Regions from separate parts of the Mus musculus genome. Here region 2 is linked to region 1. The links are chromatin contacts, called in public HiChIP or PLAC-seq maps. All regions are on one chromosome and are shown on one strand. The core of a region is the stretch at or near the end of the contact, and the rest is flanking DNA. Distances in the headings are between cores, read along the strand shown.

Evidence for each region. HiChIP or PLAC-seq counts read pairs in DNA pulled down with a chosen protein or histone mark.
Region 2: an H3K27ac HiChIP or PLAC-seq map of the NIH/3T3 cell line shows a contact between it and region 1, with 3 times the contacts expected there. The contact joins two enhancer-like sites. A contact is called at or near these places in 2 of 15 datasets of contacts at CTCF or cohesin (the NIH/3T3 cell line and stem cell-derived epiblast-like cells), 8 of 484 Hi-C or Micro-C datasets (3T3-L1-derived adipocytes, the C2C12 cell line, cerebral cortex and 5 more) and 2 of 115 datasets of contacts at active chromatin or transcription factors (the NIH/3T3 cell line and embryonic fibroblasts).

What each region holds. Positions count from the first base shown.
Region 1 is chr3:126,041,168-126,048,807 of GRCm38.p6, reverse strand. No RefSeq gene overlaps it. Among named protein-coding and RNA genes, the nearest start is that of Gm40146, 62 kb to the left of the region's middle. Within about 2 kb of position 2,622, at least 19 of the 459 cell types and tissues checked have an H3K27ac peak or open chromatin away from gene starts, as enhancers often do. A contact at or near this core is called in the C2C12 cell line, the NIH/3T3 cell line and embryonic fibroblasts, where this site is marked.
Region 2 is chr3:126,272,711-126,280,350 of GRCm38.p6, reverse strand. It overlaps the pseudogene Gm18916. Among named protein-coding and RNA genes, the nearest start is that of Arsj, 87 kb to the left of the region's middle. Within about 2 kb of position 4,195, at least 36 of the 459 cell types and tissues checked have an H3K27ac peak or open chromatin away from gene starts, as enhancers often do. A contact at or near this core is called in the C2C12 cell line, the NIH/3T3 cell line and embryonic fibroblasts, where this site is marked.

The DNA.
Region 1 (7,640 bases), core at 1,373-3,872:
AATCATCTTGGGTAATGCAGTAAAAATGAAATTTATCACTTGAGACCAACTGGCCGATTGATACACTGAATACATTCTCTCCATCCCTTCCATTTTGGCTAGGGTATTGATTTACTTTTTATAAGAATAGGTACATATTACTTGCAAGATTTTGGATTTTTCTCATGATGCTATAGTTCGCACCACTGCATTAGAATTTATACGACCTAAGATCCTTTGAAAGTCAATATCTAAAGCTTAATCACAGTAAGTAAATAAATATGCCTTTAAGAACAAAGTGTGGAAGTAAGATTGCTCCACAAATGTCATTCATTCTCAGTGACCCAACTGAATTTCTTTTTCTCATCCCTGCCACTCTGAGATCCCATCCCTCTAAAGGGAAAGATTGTCACTAAGAAACACATCACAATCTTTGTTAACCCTTATAAACAATCATTTCTCAAGTTCTCCGTGTTGCTTCTATATGTGAACAGAGAGTGAGAAGTAAAGTTATCACATTATCAGGTTTGTCTGTCTCTTTTCTTCTGGACAACATAGCACAAGGAGACAGGTAGGAGCGTATATCATGTTCTGATAATCACTTGGTCACCTCTTGGTAGACTACCATGTTCCACTGCTGTACAAAATACCACCTACTATATAATTTCTAAGCATGAGAAATTTGTTTTACACAGTCGTAGAAGATGGGAAGTCAAACATGAAGGGATCAGAGCTTCAGAGTCCAGTGGGGCCCACTCACTCCTTCCACAGTCATGCCTCTTACTATGTTATACATGATAGAACGTGGAAGACACAAGTAGGCTCAATCCATTTCCCATAGACTCAGTTCAGTTCCATCTCAGTGTCTCAACATATATCTAAAAGAATGCCTATGTACTATAGCTTACACATTGTTGGTTTGGGTGTTCAATAGAAAGGGGTAGTGACCATTTTCTGGGAAGGTGTTGGTCACCAGACCTTGATGGCTAGAATCTTCACATATAATGTTACAGGTTACAGACCAGGAATGAAGAAGTCATGCTCTCAGGTTTGTGAAGATGGTCAGTATGTTTCCTATTGTCAACTACTATCAGGTTCAAGAAACCACAACACTCAACTTCACCCTTCTTCATCACTTATCCAATATTTAATCACATGAGAATATAGAAGCTCATTTTCCTTTCCCTACTTTAAGACAATAGCAAAAACTATAGTGCATGGACAACAAGACCACCTGAAGCTACTGAAGTTTCTTGTCATTCCTTCTGTCTCATCCTAATTCCTGAAACTCCCTTTTTTCACTCATTGACTTCATGGCACATCTTATCTTGCATTTGTCCCTAATACTCTACCTGGAAATGTAAAGTGTCCCATTATTGTAGAATGTATTCTTCAAGGTACTTACTGATCTGGCACTACTTCAGATGTTCTGGGAAGATGCTGTATTCTACCAGATGCGATTTTTCTTTACAAATCCTGAGAAATTCTGGATTCTAGAAATGTTGAGAGCCAAAGATTTTATATAGATTGATGCCCTTTATTTACAAAACAAACTAAACAGACTTGCTAAGAATAAGGCTATGGCTGTTGCCTAAAACCACCACTTCTTTCCCTTATGCATTCACTCTTCCTTGAAATGCTTAGTCTTCCTCTAACCTATGATTGACCCACACATCCTGCCCAGGATTTACTCTTTAAGAAAACTGGCCCTTCTGTTCATGATATTTGCATACACATCTTAAAGGTATGATCTCTGTCCTTAATGTTTTTACTAATTCTGATTTGTTAGAATAGATTTACCATGCAAGGTGAAGATTTGAGTTTAGATTCCCAGGATCCTCATGACAAGCTCAGTGTGGCAGTGTATACTGTAATCCATCAAGACAAGTCACTCGCTGGGCCTTGCTAGCCAGCCAGACTAGCACAAGAGGCTAGCTTCTGATCCAGCGAGAAATCCTGTCTCAAATAATAAGAACAACTGTTGAAAGCTCCAAGATAGACTTCTTCTGCCTACAGGCACGAACATACATTTCATTTGTATCAGCACCCACCTGAACACTCACACCCTAACTAAAGAAAAATAAAGCAACTATCCTGTACTATTAGCATAAGGCAATCTTAAATTTTCTCACGTCATGCTATAGCAATTGCTCAGAGGAGGAAGACAGTGGGCAATGGAACAAACAGTGACTAGGATAATGTATTTTTGCCTACATGTCTCCCAAGGACTGCTCCTGAGAAAATCAAGTGGGTTTTAAAGTTATCTGGCATTATGGCTCCATCAAGTGGCAAAGTCGACAAGAAACTTTGGTAAATTTCTTAGTTCGAAAAATGCCTTGTTTAGTTTTTATGCTGCAGTTTTTCTCGGGGTCAAATCAAGTTCTAGACTGCTGCCAAATTTCTCCTTATGTGTGAGCCTCCCCTGAGTTCTTTTCAATTTGGTAATTCTGAGCATTTCATCTATGAACAGATACTATAGATTTTTGTGGGTGGACATGGGAGAAATCCTATTGTTTACACTTGGATTCTTTGAATACCTGTAAGCTTCCATTTGCCAGTGGATGTGTTATGGCTGGGCTTCAGATCCTTAATGACCTGTAGCCAGAGGCATCAACCCCATGGCATCTGGCTTTCCCCGGGTGGTTGCTCATATGAAGCGTTTGGTATGCACACGGCATTACTCAGAGCAACAGACTGAGGCAGAAAGGCTAAGAGAGGAAGCACAAAATGCAGGTCTGTTTTTTTCTGAACTTAATTCCCAAAGGAACATTGCTTCACTTTCCCTGATCTTAGCATCCGTTAGATAATAGCCACTTTGGACAGCCCACTCGGGAGGCTGGATCCTCAGAGTTGTCTTGAAGTTATTCCACAGGTTCCCTTTCTGAAAGGAGTACACCACTATTAGCCCAAGACAATCTGAAATTAATTTACCTTAAAATTGTTTACTCTAAAAATAATAATCTTACTGCAAACAATACAGTTCAGTATGTTCAAGGTAGCATCCGGATGCTACCTACATATATACATCAATTATTAATTCTACAGGCTTTAAAATCTCTTATTAGTTAGAAGTATTGTTGTTTCTATTTTTTTTTAATCTTTGAGAGTTTCCTATATGTAAACAGTGTTTTTGATCATATTCTCTCCCTATCATTCCCCTGTAACTTCCCTGTTTCCTCTTCATGTTCTTTTTCCAACTTAATACACTCTTTTTACAATCCATTTAGTTCATTAATTGCTACTTATGTGACCATAGGTTTAGGGCCATCCACTGAAGTATGGACAACTGGCTATACATATTAAATAAAGTTAAAAATTTAAAATACCATCATGTATTTGACCCACTAATGGACTATTCAGATGATTTAGCTACTCCCATATACATGTGTGGGCAGAACCTTAGATATTAATAATTATAGTAACACCATAGTTTAGAATATCTATATAAGATTTTCTTTATAAAAGTATGAAAAGAGTTGTGAGCTAGCTTATTTTTATCAAAAATAATAATTCCCAGTACATAGACTCCAATCTTGAAAAATATTTTAAGCTATATTTATTAAAATTTGGTTAAACATTTGAATTCCTTTAGCATCAATAGTGCAGATTAACTTTTAAAATATGCAAAGAGTAAACATTGTTGAAACATACTATGAAATAAATCATTAAAAAATAAATAGTACATTCACGTTTTCAGATAATACCATTGCAATAAGAGTGATTTTGCTTTGATCTATAACCAGAAGAGGGCATTAAGTGACTGTCCTAAGAAGAAAACCATTTGTGGAGAGACTGTTTTCCCAGACTAATGTATTACAGCATACAAGAACTACATGCTGAAATATCCTAAAATGTATCAGATGAGAGTCTGCTTTAAGACTGCAGTTTTCTTCCGAACTGAGAATCTCATGAGTGAATGGTTTAGTGTTACAAATAGCACTTTATCTGATTACAACCAAGGGTTTAAGACAGAAGGTACTTTATTGTCAAAATTCAGTGTCCTAAGAGAATCCTAGGACTTTCTTCTAGAATTATTATGAACAAAGTTGGAACTATAAAGTGGCTTTTACCAAGGTTGAGTTCTCCTCCATTGTCCCCTCTGAGACCAGCCTTTCTCTCTTCTCAGCCTTTCTTATGTCACAGGAGGGATGCAAAAAGGGAGATGGTTGCTGCTTAGTGACGTATTAAAGACACTGCAACTTAAAAATTTTTAAACGATGATCTCATTTTACAACTATTTGTATGTAGATGTGCTCTCCTGGGAACAGTAAACGGTGTTCACATATCTGATGGTGTCCATGGTAACCAGAAGAGGGTGTCATATTCTCCTGGAGCTGGAGCTATAGGCAGTTGTGACCCACCTGACTTGAATGTGAAAACCAAACTCTTCTGAAGTAGCAGGTGCTCTTTCTTAAACACAGCCATCTCTCCAGCCACAGAACATGAACATTTTTATCTCAAATGATGTTTCTGAAAAATGTTTTCTCCTTTTCCAAACAGAATCTAAATGATTCCCACAAGTAACTCTTCTCTCTCTCTCTCTCTCTCTCTCTCTCTCTCTCTCTCTCTCTCTCTCACACACACACACACACACACACACACACACACACACACACACACACTACACACTATCATGCACATACATACACCATAAAAGACTGAAAATTTGAGGGAGGGAGGGAGGGACAAAAAAAAGACTGAAACTTTAAAAAGATTTAAACTTTAAAAAAGCAGACTGCCACTAGAAAAAAATAGGTAGAAATAAATAAAACAGAATATGGTATGCAGATATTAACTGTGCATGGTGACAAGCACCTGTAATCCCAGAACCCAAGGGCAGAAGCAGGTGGGTGGCTGTGATATAGTCTCAAAGGAGTAGGAGGGGGAAACAAAACAGAGCAATAAAATGTTTGTGACAAAAAAGTGAGACCAGCTGTCAAGAGGGTTCCACAGGTAAACACTCTTGTCACAAAGCCTGAAAACCTGATTGCTGAGACCCACTCGGTGGAATGAAATAATACCTCTGTAAATATTCCTTTGAGCCCTACACATGCTCCATGACATACACACATGCATAGTGTGAACACACACACACACACACACACACACACATACATGAATATTTTTTTTTAATGAAAGACTTTTGCAGAATTAAAAAGAACATCAGGGTAGGATGGAAGAGGGCTACGTGGAAGGTAAGAACAAACTATGATGATGTATGAAATGTCACAATGACACATTATGTTTTAAAATTCAGATAGGGGAGCAAAATACCATATCTAAAGGTTTAAAACAGAAGAGTAATTTATTGTCAAAATTCCCAGGGTTCTAAGAGAATCCAAGTAATACTGACTTCAGGTCACGATAAAGCTAGGACATGGGAGTCCATTTTTCTCATATATAACATTACATAAATGCATCTGAGGACTTTTAATATTAGCTGGTTAGCTGAGAGAGACAGAAACTTAGTCAATGCCAGCATGACTGGATGATGTAGGGTCCTTTGAAGGCAGAGAGTGGTGCTGACTTTCTTCTCTGGCACTGAAGACTCTAATCCCAGCATTCCTATAGGTAAGCAGAGAATTAGCTACCTACACACACACACACACAGACACACACACACACACACACATACACACACACAGACACACACACACACACACACACACCAACCTTGCTCCTTCACAGCATATAATTATCTTTTCCACTACCACTCAATTTCCTCTAACACACACACACACACACACACACACACACACACACACACACACACACACACACTCACACTCACACTCATATACATACACCACGTGCAAAGGGAACTATTTGTACATTTTATCCAGTAATAATCCATGTGTGGACAGAAGAGATGATTTGTTCATTTTAAAAGGATATTAGAGTGTTATACATGCATTTCAGATGGGCATTAACAACTCATTTCTGTTCCCTTGCAGGCATAAGTACAGTTCTAGGCAGTCTGTGTATTTGCTTCTCAGGGTCACTTGCTCATGTAATTATTAATGTTTATCTTCCTCTTTTCTCCACAGGGAAAAAATGTCAGAATGTCATAGAGTCATAAAGCAAATTCTATTGCCTTAACCATATTGTTGAATATGGTTTCCTTACATTTCTAGATAAAAACAGCCATAGTTCTGAGAAAAAAATAATGTTCTTTTATATAATTTAAATTGTGAAAAGGATATTACCTATAAGAAAAGAATACTTTAACCTACATTATAATTTATTTAGGAGTTGCTTCCAAGAAGTCCACAGCATACATAATGAGGAATTCCCAGCCAAAGTTATTTTAAGAGAACAGTAGACATGACTCCCCTAAGCAGACAGTCAGAATGAAGCTGTGTTGCAATTTTACCTGGTTGGTTTTCTTTCCAGTGCCATCACAGGAGATGTCACCTGTCCAAAGTATTTTGGATGTCTGATGTCTTTGATAGGGATTCCTTTAAAGCATCTAAGAAGATAAAGTGCTTTTGGAAGAAAACAAAAGTTTTATCCTGAATGAGATAGGCCCACAACCAGTGAATGAGTGAAATTAGTCAGCTTCCACATCAAGACATGTCACTTGAAACCACCTGGGTATAAATCATGTTGAACCCCTCTGTCATTTGTTAGTCTAAAATACAAAAGCAGAAGTCTGGGCATGATCATCTTAAGCCATGAAAAATATATTATGAAAGCATTTTATAGAAGCAAATTGTAAATTCAAACAGAACTTCTAGAGAGTTATAAAGGCATTTTGCTTAATATGGCTTAAAATTGATTGATTTGGAGTAGGTATTTAAAAGAACAAGAGGGTGAACTGTACTGAAGAGACATGTATGCCAAGTACTTTATTACTTTTCTGAAGGAAACTAGACTTTGAATAGGTAATAGGAATTTTTTCAATATGGGGGAGCTAATCCTAAATACTAGCCAGAAATTTGGGGTAGTTCTCTAAGTGTTTATATGGAAATACTTCTTGCTAGGATTTAAAAATTAAAAATAAGGATAAAGTTAACTTGATGGCAATCTGAATTTTCAAAACACCTACTACAAATAGTTCCACTTGAGTAGAAGAGTTGAGAACACAGCAAACTTTCAAAAGCAAATAAGTTGCCAGTAGTCTCTGCACCAACTACAATCCTCAGTAAATGTATACAAAACTTTTAGAAAGATAAGACAGGTGGGGCTTCCTACAAATGCTACAGCTAACAGGGAATGGGGCTGTAAAAGGCAAGAAGGGGATTCTGGTTCAACAATTCTTAGTTATCTGGGCAGGTTCAAACTTCTAGGGTCTAATATCAGGCAGTTTATTTTAGACATATTTAAGTACAGTAAAATTTGGGGAAAAAAAGAGATTCCTGGTAACAATTATCTCAATACCATGTATTCGATAAAGCTTAAGGAATGACTACAAAGATACTCCTTTACAATGTACAGGTCCACTACTGACCCTAGCGGCTTTAGAATTTAGCCCCACACCAAAAATATTCCAGAAATGCGAACACATAACTTATCTAAACACAAGAATCCACATGAAATTCAAAATAGCTGACACCTTGCATCCACCTCTTCCCACTAGAGGACCAAGGCACTGATTCTGAGAATATTTCACTTTACCACTGCCCCAGTTCTTGTGCTAGTGAGGAATCCTTTACACAGGA
Region 2 (7,640 bases), core at 2,946-5,445, 230 kb before region 1:
ATGCTGGTAATGGCCCAAACTTCTGAAACGGTAAGCCAGCCCCCATTAAATATTTTCCTTTATAAGAGTTGGCATAGTCATGGTGTCTCTTCACAGCAATAAAGTCCTAATCAAGACAGGCTGGAAGGAGAGAGTTAATTTCACGTTTGTCCTCTGACCTTCATAAATGTGATGTGTGTGTGTGTGTGTGTGTGTGTGTGTGTGTATGAACACACACAAATACATACATACAAACTAATGATAACCAAAGAAAGGAAAGAACACAGTCACTAGCAACCACAATTCTTGGTTTATCAGTTCTTGATGAAGATGTATGGTATCTCTGGTCTGAATTTATGAGAAGAAAATGGAAGTGACAAGATAAGTGGAGGCCATTTTTAGCTACAAATAGAATAACTGCTCTAGTAAAGAGAAAAGTGTTAGGGTGTCACAAGGTGTTACCACTAATTCAAATTTAACAATAAGGCTCACCACTGTGGAGGAAGTACTGAAACCCTGCAAGCATGATCAAGACAGTACACTCTGCAGCCATATCTGAGTGTAATAAAACACAAACGTGGCTATATGTGATCATCAGATATTGATCATTTCACCTGTGTCTCCACTCTTCCATCCGTGGGTAATGTGAGTCTTTTTTTTTTTATTAGACACTTCCTCTATTTTGCAAAGTAGAATTAGCAATACAGGGCAGATCCACAGCAATACAAATGACACGGGAGTCTAGATTCCTTTTTATTACTGGCAGGTGTCATATGTTTCAATCCTGAACAAAATACCAGTTTACCATCTAAATTCAAACGTGACAATAAAATGCATTCCATTTTTCAAGTTGCTGGTAATAAATATTTACATTTTAAAATTTTGCTTTTTAAAAAAGACACAGCATGCTTTAGTACACAGACTATGGGAAAAATCATGTTGCAGGATTATCACCTGGTAATATAATAAAATGGCCTTTTGTATTCAGGAGTGCCTTCCTCGGGGGCACTAACATGATCTACCTCAGGGTGATGATGTTCAAGTATGCTCCTCAGGACACTGTATCTACTGTATCTAGTAAGAAGCAGTGCTCTCTAACATCTGCAGTCTTTAATATCTTCTATGGCCACCACCACCACCTCTTCCTCAATACGGATATCCATAACCTCTCCCACCATAACCCCCTCTCCCGCCGTAGCCCCCTCTTCCACCATAATCTCCCCTCCCACCATGATCTCCTCTGCCTTGGAAACCTTCTCTGCTACCACTCCCTCACCACTTCCTCCCCACCCTCCTCCACCTATTCCTCCATCCCCTCCCCACCCTCTCCCATTACCCCGTCCACCTCTTCCACCCCCACTACCTCCTCTACCATCACCTCCACCACCCAACCACCCCTCCCTCCGTCTTCTTGTCTCTTCTGCCAAGGGGGCAATTCAGGGGTTGGCAGTTCAATTTCTTTCGGCCGTCCTCCCCTGTCAGAAACCCGTCCCATAAGCACCTGAAGATGGCGCAAGACATCTTCTCCTGGCTGATACCGCTGCTTATCCTGATGGTGTTAGACAGATCTTCAGGGGCGGCAATCAGATGTGCCAATGTGACTGTTGTCTTGGCGACAAAGCATAACATTTGGGCTGGTAAATTCTTGTGATGTTATCTGTTATTGCCTTTGCTCTATCGGACCATCCAAAGGACTGCACTGTCACATCCAATCATTTCATTAACATCCGCCGGCGGCACTCCTATTCACAGGAAAGAGCATCATTAATTCTTTCCAGTTTTTCTGCCTGTTCAGAACTTAAATAACCTTTAGCAATGGTTTTCCTGGACTTTAGAGAGAATATCCTTTACCTTTGATTCCACTTGGCACAGCAGAAGTGGAATGTCTAAAGTGTTAAGACTTGGGGACCCTGAGGGCCTCTCATACAGCTTGAACTTCTTGGCAAATTTCACTATTTTTATCTAACTGAGAATTTTTATGTTTTTTTTCCTTCTGTAATATTTGTAAAGCTTGACGTTCTGTACTTAAAAACAACAGAAGTTTCAAGCAGTCATCTTTCTTTGTGAGGTACTCTTTAATATCTCCTGATAAGAGTACCGAGTATGGACAGGCCATCTCTTTTAAAAACCCACTTATCTCAAGCTGGAAGCTCTCTAGGTCTTCTCTCCCAGCTGAAGTGATGCTTTCTTCCAGGTTGCATAAGGACTTTCTCTGAGAGCCTAACCAAATGCAGAGCTCTGAAAACTCAGGTGAAGACAGTCCACCCTCTGCTGCTGTCTGTTCCTAGAACAGTGGACTCTTATACCCCAGCGCCTCCAGGGTGTCCAGAACGCCCCCCTCCATGCTAATTCCTGAGCTTTGGCCCTCTCTTGGTGGCTTGGTCCAAAGCTGTTTGTTCCATGAGTCTTTATAGGTTATTGCGAATAGGACAAGAATACACCCATGCATGGCTCTTTGAGAAGACTGGTAAGTAGGAAACACTTCATTTTCGTCTTTAACAATTATTTGAAAGAGATCCCAAACATGCTTCTCACTGCAATTTCAGCTCAGTTTTCTTATTAAGCAGCTTTCTATTCCAAGGTATCCATAGACACCTTGTTAATGTATTGTTTTCATGGATGCTATCTACACTTCAAACTGTGTCAGAAGGGGGTGGGTGGAACATACATTGAAGTCATCTAGGAGGCCTAATTCATCTTGAGGTATTAATAGCACCTCATTTTGTTTGGGTTGAGAAAAAGCAGTTGAATCAAGGGACAAAGACCTCTTGTCTAGTTACTTCTGACTCTCTGCTTGGCTTAGAATAAATAATAGCATTTAAGTCTGCAGTATGACTATAGACATAGCAGTTCATACAGCATTTTATCCTGAGACAACCTCAACTAGTTATCAACGATAATAAGTGTTTGAAAGCATTGTTTTTCAACATTGCACTAGTATAAATCTTTAAAAATTCTTTATAAAGCAAATGTTGAGGGTAAAGAGGAATGAGTAAGCAGGTGAGAGTACTTACAGCTCTACCAGAGGATCAGGAATCTGCTCCCAGCTGCAGCTCACAATTATCAGAAAAATCTGATAGCATCTTTTGGTCTTGACAGCACCAAGGACACACATGGTACACAAACATGCATGCTAGCAAAACTTCCATACACTTAAAATAAAAAGTAAATAAATTGCTTACAAACTTTGCAGTATATTTTTACTAATTGTGGAAATTGAACTGGGACATCTTTTCCATGAATATGTTGCCATCATCAATTTGCTTTTGGGTAAAGCTGATAATTTTGCACTAGTTCATCTACCCATTTCTTTAGTTTTATGCTCTCTCCTCTCTCCCTCTCCTGTCACTTCCCTCCTCCTCTCGATCCTCTTCTTCCTCTCCCTGTCCCTCCTCGTCTTCTCCTTCTCCCTCCTCATCGCCCATATTCTTTCACAGTGGATGTACACTATGGGTCAGGGACTATGTACCCCACGTTTTATTTTATTAAATATCTTCAACTGTCACAAGGCCTAATCTTCACAAGGGAGCAAGAAGTAAACAAGTCATAAATATAATATGGGCATAAGAAAATAAGCCAGAACTTGTATTTTAGATTTAAATTGTGTTTTGAACAACAAAGAAGTTTTGGATTTTCTTCAAAGATTAAAAGAGGCAACTTTTTTTTTACAGAAAGCAAAATGGGGACTCAGGGTTTACAGATTGTAATCATGCTGGCTTCTCTGTGGTTTAAAGCCATAAAGCAAGAGACCATTAAATGTTGTTTTAAAAGGCTGAATAAGACTTGACATAGGCCATTGGCATTTGATGACTGGCACCCGCCTACTCTTAGTTTTGTTTCTCTCAGAAGAATGTACAGGAGGAACCTCACTGAACGGAATCCAGGCCAAGCAAACATATGGTAACAGATAGCTTTCAGATGAGGTAATTTTGAACTGAGATTTCTCAGAGAATTGCTTTTCCCTGAAGACTTTTTATAACAGGATCTTTAAATTCTAGCCATAAAAAAGCTGAAGAAAATGACCCTCTAAAAATCTAAGAATATGCTCAATTCTGTTCTCTGAAATTAATTCTGGGAAGATATCCATATTATTTTAGAATAGCAAACAGATTTCTCTGGTGGACTTGTGCCAGGTAAGAGGTAATGCAGATGTGATGTGCTCTGCTCTATTGTGGAAGCATGAAGCATCCCTCTGATGACTCAGGAGAAGAAAGCATGGCCTTCTTTCACCAGGCTGCAGGGAAACTATCCTGCTACAGCATCACTGTCTGCAGGTTGGTATATGGTCAAGTGTGTTACCACTGCATACGATTAAACTGCATGGTTAGAATCTTATGTGGAAAATAAAACAAAGTGAAATAAATCACCGTTATAGTATTCAAAACTATGCATGTTAAGCACTGTGTCAATGTAGCCATCATCTCATATTAATATAAACATGTTGACTGGCTAAACAAATAAGACTTTGTGATGATGACTTAATGCTTTGTTAATTTAATAGCCATGTATTAATGTTAAAATAGATAGACATGGCCTTAACAGTAATAACCAATTGGTCCTTAAAAATAAGATAGCTGTGGCATTGACTTTATCATATTGCATGGAACAGCTTGCTTCCTTGATCACATTTAGTCTGTGAGATGGTACCATTATTAATTTTTTACATTCAAAGAACCTGAAGCACAGCGAGATTAAGCAATGACTTCAAAGTCACAGTTAAATTTTTGTGGAGCTAGGATTTAAGGTCAGACACATTTTACTTACTTATTTACTTACTTATGTATTACTTTTGAGACATGGTATTACTATGTAGTTAGCCCTAGGTAGCCTGGAACTTGTTATGTACACCAGACTGATCTTGAACTCAGAGATTTGTCTTTCTTTGTTTTCTGAGTACTGGGATTAAAGATGTACACAAGAGTAGAGCAATAATAATCTCTTGGAGGAAGTAGCACACGTATTATGCTTTCAAAAGCAGTCATGGTTTGATGAATTCCTGATATGTCCTCAATGAATGACTCCAGGGATGAAGATGTGTGGCAAACACTTTAAAATATTCAAAGGAAAAGGAAAAAAAAACCTATAGCACTCAATGATAACAAGACTGTCTGTAGAAGGAAAATATAAATACATTCAAGACTGTTAACTGTAGCTTTGAGGAGTAAACAGCATTCCTGGAAAAGGAGGATTGTGTTATAGGGAGCCCACCAGAGAAGACCATGCAGACACAGTTTACAATCAAGAGAGAGTCTTTATTCTAGCTGGCTGGGATTACACTCAGATATTTGTGACTGAACTAAAGCATAAGCATTTCGAGCAAGGAGTTTTTAAAAGCAAAAACACCAGCCTGTCCAATGGGCCTCTCTTTCCAGTGATGGCCGACTAGGCCATCTTTTGATACATATGCAGCTAGAGTCAAGAGCTCAGGGTTACTGGTTAGTTCATAATGTTGTTCCACCTATAGGGTTGAAGATCCCTTTAGCTCCTTGGGTACTTTCTCTAGCTCCTCCTGGGGGTGGGTGGGTAAGGGGGACTTTTGGTATAGCATTGGAAATGTAAATGAGCTAAATACCTAATAAAAAATGGAAAAAAAAAAAGAAATGCAAATAAAGAAAAAAATCCAATAAAAGAAAAAAAAAAAAAAAAAAAAAAAAAAAAAAAAAACACCAGCCTGGTATCTGACTCTGTAGCTACAGGACAAGGTTTCCATAAGCAAGCAGATTAACAGCAGCTAAGATAAATTAGCTAGGGCATCTTGACCTTGGGTTGCAAAGATAGAGTTGGGTACTGATCAATGTGATTGTCTATCAGGGAGATCAAACACTAGTTAAACCTGAAAGGGGCTGAAAAATCAAGAATACAAGATGAAGGGACCTTTGCACTGCTGTGCCCTGGCATATTCCCCATGACTTTATGACCATGAGTCAAACTGTTGATTTGTTCCATTGGGTGGCGTTCAGGCATAGTTGATCCTAAGTATCAGTAGATAAGTTAGCCATGCACTTGCTTATGCAGGGTCCCAGTGTTACCTGATCAGAATAAGAATCAACAGTGTGACTAATGCTGACAGTAAGGTGGTCAGCCATGGGGACTAAGTGAACCCAGATTGATACCTTTTTTGGAGGGGGGGTCTCTGACCATAGGAGGTTTCCCCAATTACCACTGATTAGTGGCATAGAAATAGCAAGATTCTCCTAAGGCTGTGCAAAGCACCCCCCCCCCACTTTCATACAAATGAGGTCTAGCCTCCTTCAGTTCAGTAGGATTCCCTAGCAGAGGGAGTCAACTTAGTTCTGAAGCCTGGAAATAGATTTCTCCTAATGGCCTAGGTCTAAGAATATCTGGGAACTGAGTTCCCTAAAGTTTTGTTTTTTAACAATCAAGGTTGAGGTGCCATGGGCAATTTGTACTACCTATTCCTGTCCTAACTGGGATCAGAACCAGAACAGAGACTTGTTTAAACTTTGTAAACATTAAGTCAAGGCCAATATGAGATCTTCTCTCTTTTCTTTTATAAGTAGTTATATAATGGGGGAAGGGGAATCACAGATCAGTATACATAAAGTAGGGATGTGACATTCCAGTGAGTCAGAGGAGGAACAATTAGTCAAACAGTTTGTTCAAGAAACCCAGTTATTTGAGAACGTGATTCAGGTATCTAGTCATGGTAGGACGATTCACCATTGTCAGGGCATGGATAAAATTGTTCCTTAAGGCCTCTTTCTAGCCAATCTTCAACTTGATTTACTAACTTCTGTTCTCGGAAGGGACATAAGAAAGTAGACAACCTTCAGAAAGACAGAGTTTGTTATACCCGGTTTTTCTGAATTCCCATGTTCAGGCTTGGGGCTGATGTGGATCGAGCATTCCAGGCAGTAAACCTGGTCAATCTTCCCTTTTGAGTGGTCTGAGGTCCAGCTGGTTGTCCATCTGGATTCAGTGTTTAGAGTGGTCTGAGGTTCAACTGGTTGTCCATCTGGATTCAGTGTTTAGAGTGGTCTGAGGTTCAGCTGGTTGTCCATCTGGATTCAGTGTTTCCAGTGGGAAGAAACTTCCCTTGTATTCATGAAAAAAATAAAATAAAATCCATTCCTAAGTGACATTATAGAGGCAAGATTCTGAAAGCCAGGAAGCTCTTTTTTTTTTATTACATATTTTCCTCAATTACATTTCCAATGCTATCCCAAAAGTCCCCCATACCCTCCCCCCCACTTCCCTACCCAACCATTCCCAATTTTTTGGCCCTGGCGCTCCCCTGTAAAGTTTGTGTGTCCAATGGGCCTCTCTTTCCAGTGATGGCTGACTAGTCCATCTTTTGATACATATGCAGCTAGAGTCAAGAGCTCCGGTGTACTGGTTAGTTCATAATGTTGTTCCACCTATAGGGTTGAAGATCCCTTTAGCTCCTTGGGTACTTTCTCTAGCTCCTCCATTGGGGGCCCTGTGATCCATCCAATAGCTGACTGTGAGCATCCACTTCTGTGTTTGCTAGGCCCAGGCATAGTCTCACATGAGACAGCTATATCTGGGTTCTTTCTGCAAAATCTTGCTAGTGTATGCAGTGGTGTCAGCGTTTGGAAGCTGATTATGGGGTGGATCCCTGGATATGGCAGTCTCTAGATGGTCCATTCTTTTGTCTCAGCTCCAAACTTTGTCTCTGT